2 separate regions of the Mus musculus genome follow, and region 2 is linked to region 1. A link is a contact called in public HiChIP or PLAC-seq data. All regions are on one chromosome and are shown on one strand. The core of a region is the stretch at or near the end of the contact, and the rest is flanking DNA. Distances in the headings are between cores, read along the strand shown. Region 1 holds the start of Mrpl14 (mitochondrial ribosomal protein L14). Region 2 holds the start of Spats1 (spermatogenesis associated, serine-rich 1).

Evidence for each region. HiChIP or PLAC-seq counts read pairs in DNA pulled down with a chosen protein or histone mark.
Region 2: an H3K4me3 HiChIP or PLAC-seq map of embryonic stem cells shows a contact between it and region 1, with 7 times the contacts expected there. The contact joins the promoter of Spats1 here to the promoter of Mrpl14 in region 1. A contact is called at or near these places in 3 of 39 promoter capture datasets (the 3T3-L1 cell line, cranial neural crest and embryonic stem cells), 1 of 15 datasets of contacts at CTCF or cohesin (large pre-B cells), 1 of 484 Hi-C or Micro-C datasets (embryonic stem cells), 12 of 115 datasets of contacts at active chromatin or transcription factors (the SCID.adh cell line, T-cell acute lymphoblastic leukemia, embryonic stem cells and 4 more) and 2 of 9 other capture datasets (adipose tissue and liver).

The regions. Positions count from the first base shown.
Region 1 is chr17:45,684,576-45,690,239 of GRCm38.p6, forward strand. Mrpl14 (mitochondrial ribosomal protein L14) reads left to right here and starts at 1,774. Exons shown (of 3, transcript NM_026732.3): 1 at 1,774-1,852. It overlaps Tmem63b (transmembrane protein 63b), which reads right to left and starts at 1,643. Exons shown (of 24, transcript NM_198167.3): 1 at 1,542-1,643.
Region 2 is chr17:45,471,219-45,476,416 of GRCm38.p6, forward strand. Spats1 (spermatogenesis associated, serine-rich 1) reads right to left here and starts at 3,720. Exons shown (of 8, transcript NM_027649.3): 1 at 3,581-3,720. The coding sequence starts at 3,596.

The DNA.
Region 1 (5,664 bases), core at 524-3,023:
CAGGCAGAGTGCCAGGCTATTTACCTGCATTAAACTATTGGATCCCAAAGATGCGCCTCGGAAGGAGGTGGTAGTAACTAATCACACTTTTAGATAGACACGGAGGTTCAGATAGGTTAAGTAACTTGCCAAGGTCGCACAGCTCAAAGAACAGCGGAGCTGGGATTTGAACCGGGTTTTCTGTTACTCTGCTGTACTTGGAAGGAATTTGTACCGATGCCAAAAAGGGGTTCTTCGCGACTTATCACCCATCTTCTGCCTCAAAACATCCCCACCCACCTACTCGCTCACTCCCTGGCCAAGACTTCAACAGCAGGCCCCAGCATGTGCTACCTGGTACATGCCAGGACGTAGACCCTCTGGTACCCGGGAGGACAAAGGTGCTGGCAGCATACCCACCACCTGAGCCTGGCAGCCACTCCCCTTCCCCTTCTCTCTTATATCTGGAAGGCAGAGGGCTGTGGTCCCCTCTTCAGGAGGCGTTGGGTACAATCTCATTCACCCGACTACTGCAGACCGGGAGGAGGTTCAGGGTCAGGGAGTGGTACTCGGTAGAGAGCAGAGCCCCAAGCCCCTCTGAGCAACCGGCCGCCAGACTTCCGATCAGGGGACCAAGGCGGGTGGCAGCACAAAGCTCCAAGGGCAGCCAGCCCCTCTGACCTCTCTTCCCCACTTCCCGGGCATCCTTGCTTTTTCTGAGCAACACAACGACAAGCTTTGGGACAGTCCGCACCAGGCGGTCAAGACGGCCGGGAGGGACAAAGCGCGCCCCCTCCCCCTCAATAGGGCCTTTGCCTACTCCGGATTCGCGTCTGAATCTTCTCCCCACCGCACCCTCCAACGCAGGCCCGGGCGGCTCATGAATGAACTGCTCTGTGTGGGGCGCAGGAGAGGACATGCTCCCCGGGCCGGCCGCCCTCTCCAGCCCGCAGATCAGTCCCCACCAGGGTTGGGGCAGCTACTCGTCTGGTGCTAACACCTCGAGCCCTGCCCTTTGCCCAAGCATGAACCCCTTGCTTGAGGCCGGCTTCGTCCCCAGCAACAAGAAAAAGAATTAAAAAAAAAAAAAAAGAGAGAGACCGAGGGCATTGGACTTGGCGACCCTAGAATGCAAAACTCGGGGGCGGAGGCGGGTGGTTCCCTTCAGCGGCGCCGGCGGCTGGGGAGCAGCTGGGACCGGAGGAGGGCCGCGCAGGGGCCGCACACCTGGACGGAGCAGGTGGAACTAGAGTGGCACTCGAGGGCCGGGACGCAGGGGTCCCACGCCTTGGAATATTCCTGAGGGGCGGGGGTAGAGGACGGCGCACATCTGGAGCCCCGACAGGGGTGGGAGGACTCACATCTGGCAGGGACGGTGCGGGTTTGGGGACAAAGCGTGCCTCCGTTGGGTCCCGTGGGGCCCGGGCACCTCTGGGTCCCGCAGGAGGTGGAAGGGAGGGGACGCGCAGCTGAGTCCGGGTGCTTTTTTTTTCCTTCCTTGGGGTGGTGGTGAGATCCTATGAGCCAAGTAAGGGGTGCTGGGGAGGGGTCCGCGTACTCACCCCTAGGCGCAGACTCGGCTCCGACTCGGGAGCCCCGGCTCCGGGCGGGGCGGGGCTGGGGAGGGGGAGGGGGAGTCGCCGGGCGGCTAGAGCTCTGGGCTCCTGCGGCGGCCGCGGCAGCGCGTGGGGGAGGGGGAGCAGAAGGAGGGAGGGAGGGCCGGGGAGGGGCTCCCGCAGGACCCGCCCCCACGCCGCACACGTAGAAAGTGCGCGCGCACTCACGGAGAACCCCTGGCGCGCAGGCGCAGCGTGCGGGGCGGGGCCTTGCCAAGCGGGGGTCCGTGGCGGGAGATTCCCAGGCTGTTAACGCGGTACGGTGGGGGCTCAGGGGAACACCTCGCACCCCTCGCGCTGCTTTTCCCGGTTTCTTCTCTGCAATAAGGGAGGCGCTGTCGGGGAGGGGTGAGGACAGGCCTTACTGGAAACCCAGTGTCAAGTGAGAAGGGTGCTCACTCTTCGCGAGGCCTCAGATCTGGACCCTCTCGCTGCCTTTTTGCCAAAGGCTTCGGGGTCCGCGCCTCCCACGCGCCCCCGATGCGCCCACCTGCTTATCCAGTTCGGGATGTAGAGCCTCGGGGAATGGGGGCTGAGATCTTGCCTGGGTTAAGTGGCTAGGCCGGTTGCTTTGACGCGTCTCCCGCAGTTTTATCTGCTTCTCTCTCTTGCTGGGCCTGGAGATGAGTTTGCTAGAAACTTCTGTGGTGTAAAGAGGGAGTCTTTGCTTTTGCTTCTGTCAGGCTGAATGACTCCTTTTGCACCGGGGATTCCCTGTATTCTCAGTTCACCAAAGACCTCTCCTAGTGGGGGGGTGGGGTTAAGACTTGAGAGTTGGAGAGGTGGAACGCCCCTTTTCTGTATGTCACCACACATCTCGAATACAAAGACACGACAGATACCACCTGTTAAATTTCGAGGTCTTAAAGGGGACAGAAGAAATACTGCTTCCCGCTGTACGCAGTAAGTGAGCTTTACACGCTGAGACTTAGATGAGGAACTGTGTAGCGGTCACAAGAGGCGAGACGGGATCACCTTGGATTACTTGGGAAATGGTGGCACCCAGGGAGGGTCTTGCATCACGACTGGACACTACCATCCTGGTCACTGTGTTTGCTGTATGTGGCTATTCAGCTGCTCGTTTTGTAGCTGGGGGTTTGCAGCTCTAAGATTTGGTCTGTTGAAGTGTCTTTCAGACACTCCCATGAGTGGCTTGGAAATCAGTTTAGTAGATCATGGCCATCGTGTGTGTGTGTGTGTGTGTGTGTGTGTGTGTGTGTGTGTTGCGCCTACAGTAGGTATTCTGTCTTGGGACACAAGGGCATGGGGGTGTATTAGGTGTCTTCTACTGTTTCTGTGTGTTGTAGAAAAGTTTGGGAAAGTATTGATCTCTTGTATACCTCTCGCTTTCCTTAGCTTGAGTTTTTAGTCAGTTAAATCCTCTGAAGATGCAGTTGATAGTACTAGTAATGAGCACATTGGAATTGGCCATCAGTGGGGTTTGCCCGTAATCCTAGATGTAGGTAGCCGTTAAGGATGTCAAGGCCATCCTTAGCTGCTTTGGGTGTGTAAGGCCAGCTTGAGATTGCCTGACACCAAGTCTCAACAAATCAAACCAAACATACAAATTCCCCAACTTTGAGGATTTTGGTGGTGGTAAGGGAAAGAAGATGGAGCTGCGTCTGCCGCTGTAGACTGCCTGGGGCTGTCACTGAGAAGCTGTATTGAGGAAACAGGTTTTGATGGGGCTGGTGGTAATGGTGGCACACCTGTGGTGGCACAAAGCCCTCCAAAACCAAGATTAAGGACTTTTGCATCATCCAGGATTCTGGACATCTAACTGCGGCATATATCCTATAACAGCGTGCTACTTGAGAAACGGGTTCAGGAGCTCAGAGGCTCAGACTCCCACTTTATTATTTTTTTTAGAATAGTAGAATTCCAGAAACATCTTCCAGTGATCTCCAGAAGCCCCCAAATCAGCTTACCAGGCCCCCCATCTTCTATTATCAGTGCTGATGTGCTGTTTGGCCTCAAAGTGAATTTTATTGTTCCAGGAGTGTGGTTCATGCTAGTTTTCTATCAATACACACCTAAATTAATAAAATTATGTACAAAGTTCCACAGGAAAGACACATCCAAGAAGCCCTATGGGTAAAATGGATAACCTGTTTTATATTTAAAAATTATATAGAAGATCCTTTTTCACTTAAAAACTACATTTATTTATTTATTTGATTTTTCTATGTGTTGTGTTTTGTTTGTTTGTTTGTTTTTTGTTTTCTGAGACAGGGTTTCTCTGTGTACCCCTGGCTGTGCTGGAACTCACTCTGTAAACCAAATTGGCCTCAAACTCAGAGATTCACCTGCCTCTGCCTCCCAAGTGCTGGGATTAACGCAAAAGTCCTTTAAAGATTGTCTTGATCTGCTCCTCTGTTGTGGACAGTGATGTCCACTGTCTCATGTAGTCGCCCAAATGTATTTTCCCACTGTTTATATTACTTGGTTCTATGGGAGCTTGGGAAGGCCTCAAGAAGTCTGTATTTTTAGGTTTGTCTGTTCATGTGAGACCCAAGGTCCTTCTGCTTCTGCCTCCAAAGTGCTGGGATTAAATGTGTGCACCACCCCACCCTACTTCAGTTTATCTGGTATAATTTTATAGGTATGCTGACAATTATAGTCAGTGTTCAAGAAAGGACTGTGATTCAGGGCTCACAGTGTTGTTCTGGGTCACAAAATGTGCGGGCCCAGAGGAGGTGTCAGTCGGGAAATAGGGAAGGAGTTCCCCATCAAAACACTCTTTAAAATGGTGTATGTCCTCAGAAGGTCAGGAAACACTTTCCTGTGTCTCTTCTAAGCTGAGAGAAGACTTGGAGGATTGTGTGATTTTCTAGGGAGGAGGGCGAGCCTTGCGATGGAGGAGTGAGACCACTCTTCCTGCCTGAGCACGGGAAACCAGCTGTTTTACTCTGCAAACCAGAGGATTCCCCGACCGACCCGAGTGGTCTCTCCCCTAAACGAAGCTAAAGCACTTTGGTAACAAAGTGGCTTTACTCTTCCCGATGACCCCTGTTTGTCCACGATTCGCTGAGACCTGGAGAAGTGATTTAAAGGTCACAGACTTCTCATAGAGGAGAGGCTGGCCCTGAGCGATGAGTCCTGCCAGTAGCATTTCCTCTTCGGTTCTGACCTTGCTGTCCTGCATTCCTCAGCCTACCTGACATCTTATTCCTGGATCCTTGCCACTGCCGTCGTTAAGTTAAACATAAGATAAAAACAACTGTACACCAAGTTGAGAAAAGTTCAGTGGCAGCTGAGGTAGAAACTGATCTTCATGTTGGTAAAGGGAGCTCACCTCAGGCAGGTGAGGCAAATCGGCCTCTGCTTTGCCTTGGGCTGTGCTGGGTGTGGTATTATTATTATTATTATTATTATTATTGACGGGGTCTTACTATGTAAGCCTGGCTAGCCTGGAATTCGATATGTAGATCAGGCCGGTCTTGAACTCACATAGAGCCACTTGCCTCTGCCTCCCAAATGCTGTTATTATAGAATGACCCACCACACCAGCCTTGGTTGGTTTGCTGTTTGTTTTCTTTCTTTCTTTCTTTCTTTCTTTCTTTCTTTCTTTCTTTCTTTCTTTCTTCCTTCCTTCCTTCCTTCCTTTCTTTCTTTCTTTCTTTCTTTCTTTCTTTCTTTCTTTCTTTCTTTCTTTCTTTCTTTTTATCGAGACAGGGTTTCTCTGTATAGCCCTGGCTGTCCTGGAACTCACTTTGTAGACCAGGCTGGCCTTGAACTCAGAAATCTGCCTGCCTCTGCCTCCCAAGTGCTGGGATTAAAGGCGTGCGCCACCACACCGGGCCTTGCTGTTTGTTTTCTTTACTTTTTGACAGTCCCAGGCTGCTTTGAACTTGTACTTGGTTTTGGTGGAGTTTTTAGTGGGTAGAACTGCCTTTGAACCATAGCCCTGCCCTACAGAGTATACTGGAGTAGGAGCAAGTTTGACTCGGTTGCCTTATAGCCTTGGTGGAGTGACAAGCAGTAGTACCATTTCGGATTTCATTTCTACACCTGCAAAATGATGCAAGTCCTGGCTGGGCCAGCCTCCTTCAGGCAAGTGCCTGGTCTT
Region 2 (5,198 bases), core at 2,470-4,969, 210 kb before region 1:
TCTGAGAGGCTGCACCCAGCAGCTGACTCAGACAGATGCTGACCCCCACAGCCAAAGAGTGGATGGAGCTTGGGGACTCTTATGAAAGAATAGGAGGAAGGATCACAGTCCCCAGAAGGGGACAGGAACTCCACAGGAAGACCAAAAGAGTCAACTTACCTGGACCCTCAGGGCTCTCAGAGTCGGAAACAACAACCAAAGAATATACACGGGTTGAGCCTAGGCCTCCCCATACATATGTAGCAGATGTGCAGCTTGGTCTTCGTGTGGAGTAGGGGCTATCCCAAAAGCTGTTGCCTGTCTGTGGGATATGTTCCACTAGCTGGGCTGCCTTGTCTGGCCTCAGTAGGAGAGGATGTGTCTAGCCTCAAAGAGACTTGATGTTCCAGGGTGAGGGGGTACCGGGGTGGGGGGGGGGTCCACCTGCTCAAAGGAGAAAGGGAGAGGGAATGGGAGAAGCAGTGTGTGCGGGATGATTGAGAGGGGGCTAATGAGTGGGGTGTAAAGTGAAAGAAGAAGAAGAAGAAGAAGAAGAAGAAGAAGAAGAAGAAGAAGAAGATTTTTAAAAGATAAATCAACCCAACAGCAGTAAGGAAAGTAATGGGCCCTCCCTGCTGAAAAAAGGCAGATACCCACACATTGTACGAGGAGCTAGCTTGTGAGGCTCCTCAGTTCCCCAAGACCTGGACTCCCTGTTAAACTGAACATTCAGTATGTCTCCTGAAAGGAATCCCCTATTACAAAGCATGGATTTCCCCACCCCACCCCTCCAGCTTAAAGTGGCTTCCTTCTTACTCCAAACCAGATTGGAGAAACAGGAAGTTCTGAAGCTTAAAGCTAGGTTCCCAGGACTGGAAATGCAGCTCAGTTGGTGGAGCATTTGCCTAACATACATGAGGCTCTGGGGTTCAAGCCCGAGCATGCACCATGCATGGGGCCAGACATGATGGCGCACACCTGGGAGGTGGGGGCAGAAGGACCAGAATACAAGGTCATCCTTAGCTACGTGGCAGGTTTAGGTTAAAATGAACCACATGAGATGGGGAAGGAATGGCGGCTGAGGACAGCTGGAATTCCCACGCTATCTCCTTGCTATCTTGGCCATGATGGGCAGTTAATGGGCTGAGGTCCTCCAGCTACTTCCAGCCCAGTTTACAGCCAAGGATGGAACCGCTCCTACATCTGTTATTAAGGAGAATCACATAAGAAGACCTGGGACCAGGAGTTACAGAGACAAAGTTTGGAGCTGAGACAAAAGGATGGACCATCTAGAGACTGCCATATCCAGGGATCCATCCCATAATCAGCCTCCAAACGATGACACCATTGCATACACTAGCAAGCGTTTGCTGAAAGTACCCTGATATAGCTGTCTCTTGTGAGACTAGGCCGGGGCCTAGCAAACACATAAGTGGATGCTCACAGTCAGCTATTGGATGGATCACAGGGCCCCCAATGGAGGAGCTAGAGAAATTACCCAAGGAGCTAAAGGGATCTGCAACCCTGTAGGTGCAACAACAATATGAACTAACCAGTACCCCGGAGCTCTTGTCTCTAGCTGCATATGTATCAAAAGATGGCCTAGTCGGCCATCACTGGAAAGAGATGCCCATTGGACAGGCAAACTTTATATGCCCCAGTACAGGGGAACGCCAGGGCCAAAAAGTGGGAATGGGTGGGTAGGGGAGTGGGGGGGGGGAGGGTATGGGGGACTTTTGGGATAGCATTGGAAATGTAATTGAGGAAAATACATTATATATATATATACACAAAAGAAAGAAAAAGAAGACCTGGGACCTAGGAGACTGGGAACAAGGCTGAGACTTCTCCAGCCCCTTTTGCAGTACACTGGCTACTTACTGACCTGCAGTCATGACAGCCTGAGCCTGGATTCACCCCGAAGGGTTTGGGGGAACTGTACCATCGTCTGGACTCTGTACCCTCAAGAGAAACATGCTCCCATTCTTTCTCCTCTTCCTTAAGAGCCAGTTATGGAGTAAGAGCATGGGCCTGCACAAACCTGCCTTGGAGTGCTCAGTTCCACCTGAAGTGCCCCAATCTCATAAGTAATGCCGCATTTCTACTAATATCTGAGCAAGCAAAAACATGGATATGGACAGACCCTAGGGCAAAGCCCAGACTCTGTGCTTATTAAACAAAGCACGAGGCAGCTCAAACCCCTGGCTCCCTTTACTCGTTTACAATATACTTCCCTGCTGTTAGAAGCTCCAGGCAACCACACAGTCAGATCTCTGCCTTGTCTTGTTGTTGGGACAGGGTCTCACGCAGGCGAGACTGGCCTCAAAGTTGCTGTATACCATGAGAATGACCTTGAACACTGCGATCCTCGTGCCTGCCTGTCCTGCACAAGCACTGCACGTGTGCAAGCGCCAGCTTAGCTCCTCTTTTTGATGGAAGTCTCTGACTGATCAGATCTCAAATGTAGACATGAGCTCATTGTGTGTAGCCCCTAACTATCTGCCTTAGCTTGGATCTGCAATGCTCTCCAAAAACCCATGTTTTAAAGATTTAGCTCCCAGTCTGTCATACTGTTGGGATGATGGGACTGTTTTAAAAGTCAGAGGGCATGGAGGTGGAGAGAGTTAGAACCCTTGATGCTCTTGCAGGGGGGGGCGGGACTTCTATCCCCAGCACCACGTGGTGGTTCACAGCCATCCATAACTCCAGTTCCCGGGTATCCAACGCCCTCTTCTACCTTCTGCAGGCACCAGACGCAAACTCAGTATACATACATACAAACAGGCAGGCAAAACATACATAAATAAAATAAAGACAACTTTAAAAAAATAAGAAGTCTTGGGTCGTTGGGGTGCCTCTGAGTGAAAGAGTGGGACCACAGCCATCCCTTTTACTCGTCATTATTTCTTGACTAAGAGGGAGACGCTTTGATGATTGCCACTATGATATGCCACCAGAGGGCCAAAGCAACAGGACCTTGACCATGAGCCACACCTGGAATGTCGGGGGCCTGTGAAGCAAAAGATGGAGAATTCCGGGCTACTCTGGGCTACATATGAGGTAGCAGTGCTTAGTCTTTAAAAAAAAAAAAAAAAAAAAAACCTATAAAGCTATGAGTCCAATAAACCTTTTCTCTCCATAAGCTTATACACCCATCCAACCTTTTGATTTCCCAGAACTCAATTGTATTTCTTTTCCACCTTAGTCATGCCCAAGTCGCTTTTCTCTGGAACCTTCTGCCGCTCTCTAGTACAGGCCGCTCTTGAGACAGAGGGAAGTTGGCGGACGGGATTGCCATATCCAGTATTCATGGGCTCACCAGTTCACACAGTGAAAAGCAATCGGACCCAAAAGGTGCTTGTTAGAAAGGCTATCATTCAAAACCAACAGACCCCATAAGTCATTGAAATTCAAGAGGCAGCGCAAGGGAAAAACCTAAATCTCACTGGACCTCCTAGCGGTGTTCACGGGTTTGAATGTCCTGCCCACTCCTCCTCCTCCTGACTCAGGGCTCCCGAAAGTACTCGCCCCGCCCCGTCCTTGGGTCTCCTTTCCACCTCTGAGTCCCACCCTACTTCCCTGGGGGAAGCCCTTCATCTACCCTTGGAAGACTCCATGGAGGATGTGGCCCAGATCAACGCACCAACTGGCAGCGGAACTGCCAAATACCAGGATGCAAAGCGAAAGCAAGGGCGTCTACCACCGCCTGCAAGGCTCGGTCCAGGGTTGCCAGGACAACGCGCCACTTCCCGCGAGCTGGCGCGCTACTCTTGACGCACCTATCTTCCTGCACCCGGCGCTCCGGCCTGGGTTGAGGATGGAGGTCTCAGACCTCAGAGCTGCAGAACCTCAGGATTTTGTTTTAGTTTGCGGCTCTTTTCCAACAACTGTCATTGCTACTTCTGTCACCTCGGGTGGCCGTGTGCGGTGCACCCTCTACAGAGCTTGCAGATGTCGGTGTAGAATTGGCATCCTGATTAGACAGGATTCACCCACCACTTACCGCTCCTTTTTCTGGGCCAGGCGCCCTGCTGGATGCTGTCTTGCCTCAGCAGCCAGCTGCGTTTTTCAAAATAGAAAACTGACTTTGAACAAAGGCTCGTTCAAGGTCATCCAGAAAACAGATTCACTCCCAAGTTCCACCCTTACAAAGCTATCTTTCTCTCCATGGTATAGACTGAAATTTATCTTTCTAACCCTTTCCCTAATAAATCTCACATAGAAACGCCCCCCATCCCAAGCTTAGTCTCTAAATTTATATTGAGACCTGGTTTGGGGGCTGGGCAGTGGTGGCACACGCCTTTAATCCCAGCACTTGGGAGGCTGGCTGAGGCAGGCAGATTTCTGAGTTTGAGGCCAGCCTGGTCTACAGAGTGAGTTCCAGGACAGCCAGGGCTACACAGAGAAACCCTGTCTCAAAAAAAAAAAAAAAAACAAAAAAAGAAGGAGGAGGAGGAGGAGGAAAAGAGAGAGAGTAATTAATATAATTATTCATATTTACTTGTGTGCTGTATGCATGTGCGTGCACATGTATCAGGGACTCACTTGCCCATGCATTTGTATATGTCAGGTGTCTTCCTCCGTTGCTCTCTGCCTTACATTTTTGAAATAAGGTTCTTGCTGAACCCGGAGTTCACTGTTACAGCAAGGAGTCCCAGGGAACTACCTATCTCTGTCCCACCAGCTTATAGATGTGCCATATGGCTTTTAGTAGGTCCTGGGGTTTGAACTCAGGTCCTCGGCTTGTGCAGAAAGCACGTTACCCACTGAACCCTCTCCACAGAGTGGTTCTGTTGTTAGTAATTGCATTGATTGCAAAAGAAACAACAGAAGGAGTATAGAAATCTTGAAACTGAGCTAGCCAAATATTGCTTAGACGGAGTAGATCCTCTCCAGGCCACGCCCTAACTGAGGAGTCATCCAATAGGAGACGGCCACTGGGGTTATAAAAAAGAAGCCAGAGCTGGACAGTGGTGGCACACACTTTTAATCCCAGCACTCTGGAGGCAAAGGCAGGTGGGTCTCTGTGAGTTTAAGGCCAGCCTGATCTACAGAGCGAGTTCTAGGACAGCCAGAACTATACACAGAAACTGTCTCAGGAAGAAAGAAAATGAGAAGGTGGTAATGTCAGAATGGCCACTGGTGGGATCAAACAGCTGAATATTGTCAGTTTCACAGGATTAATTTTAATTGTAAAATAGTAGTATTCCTATCAGGGA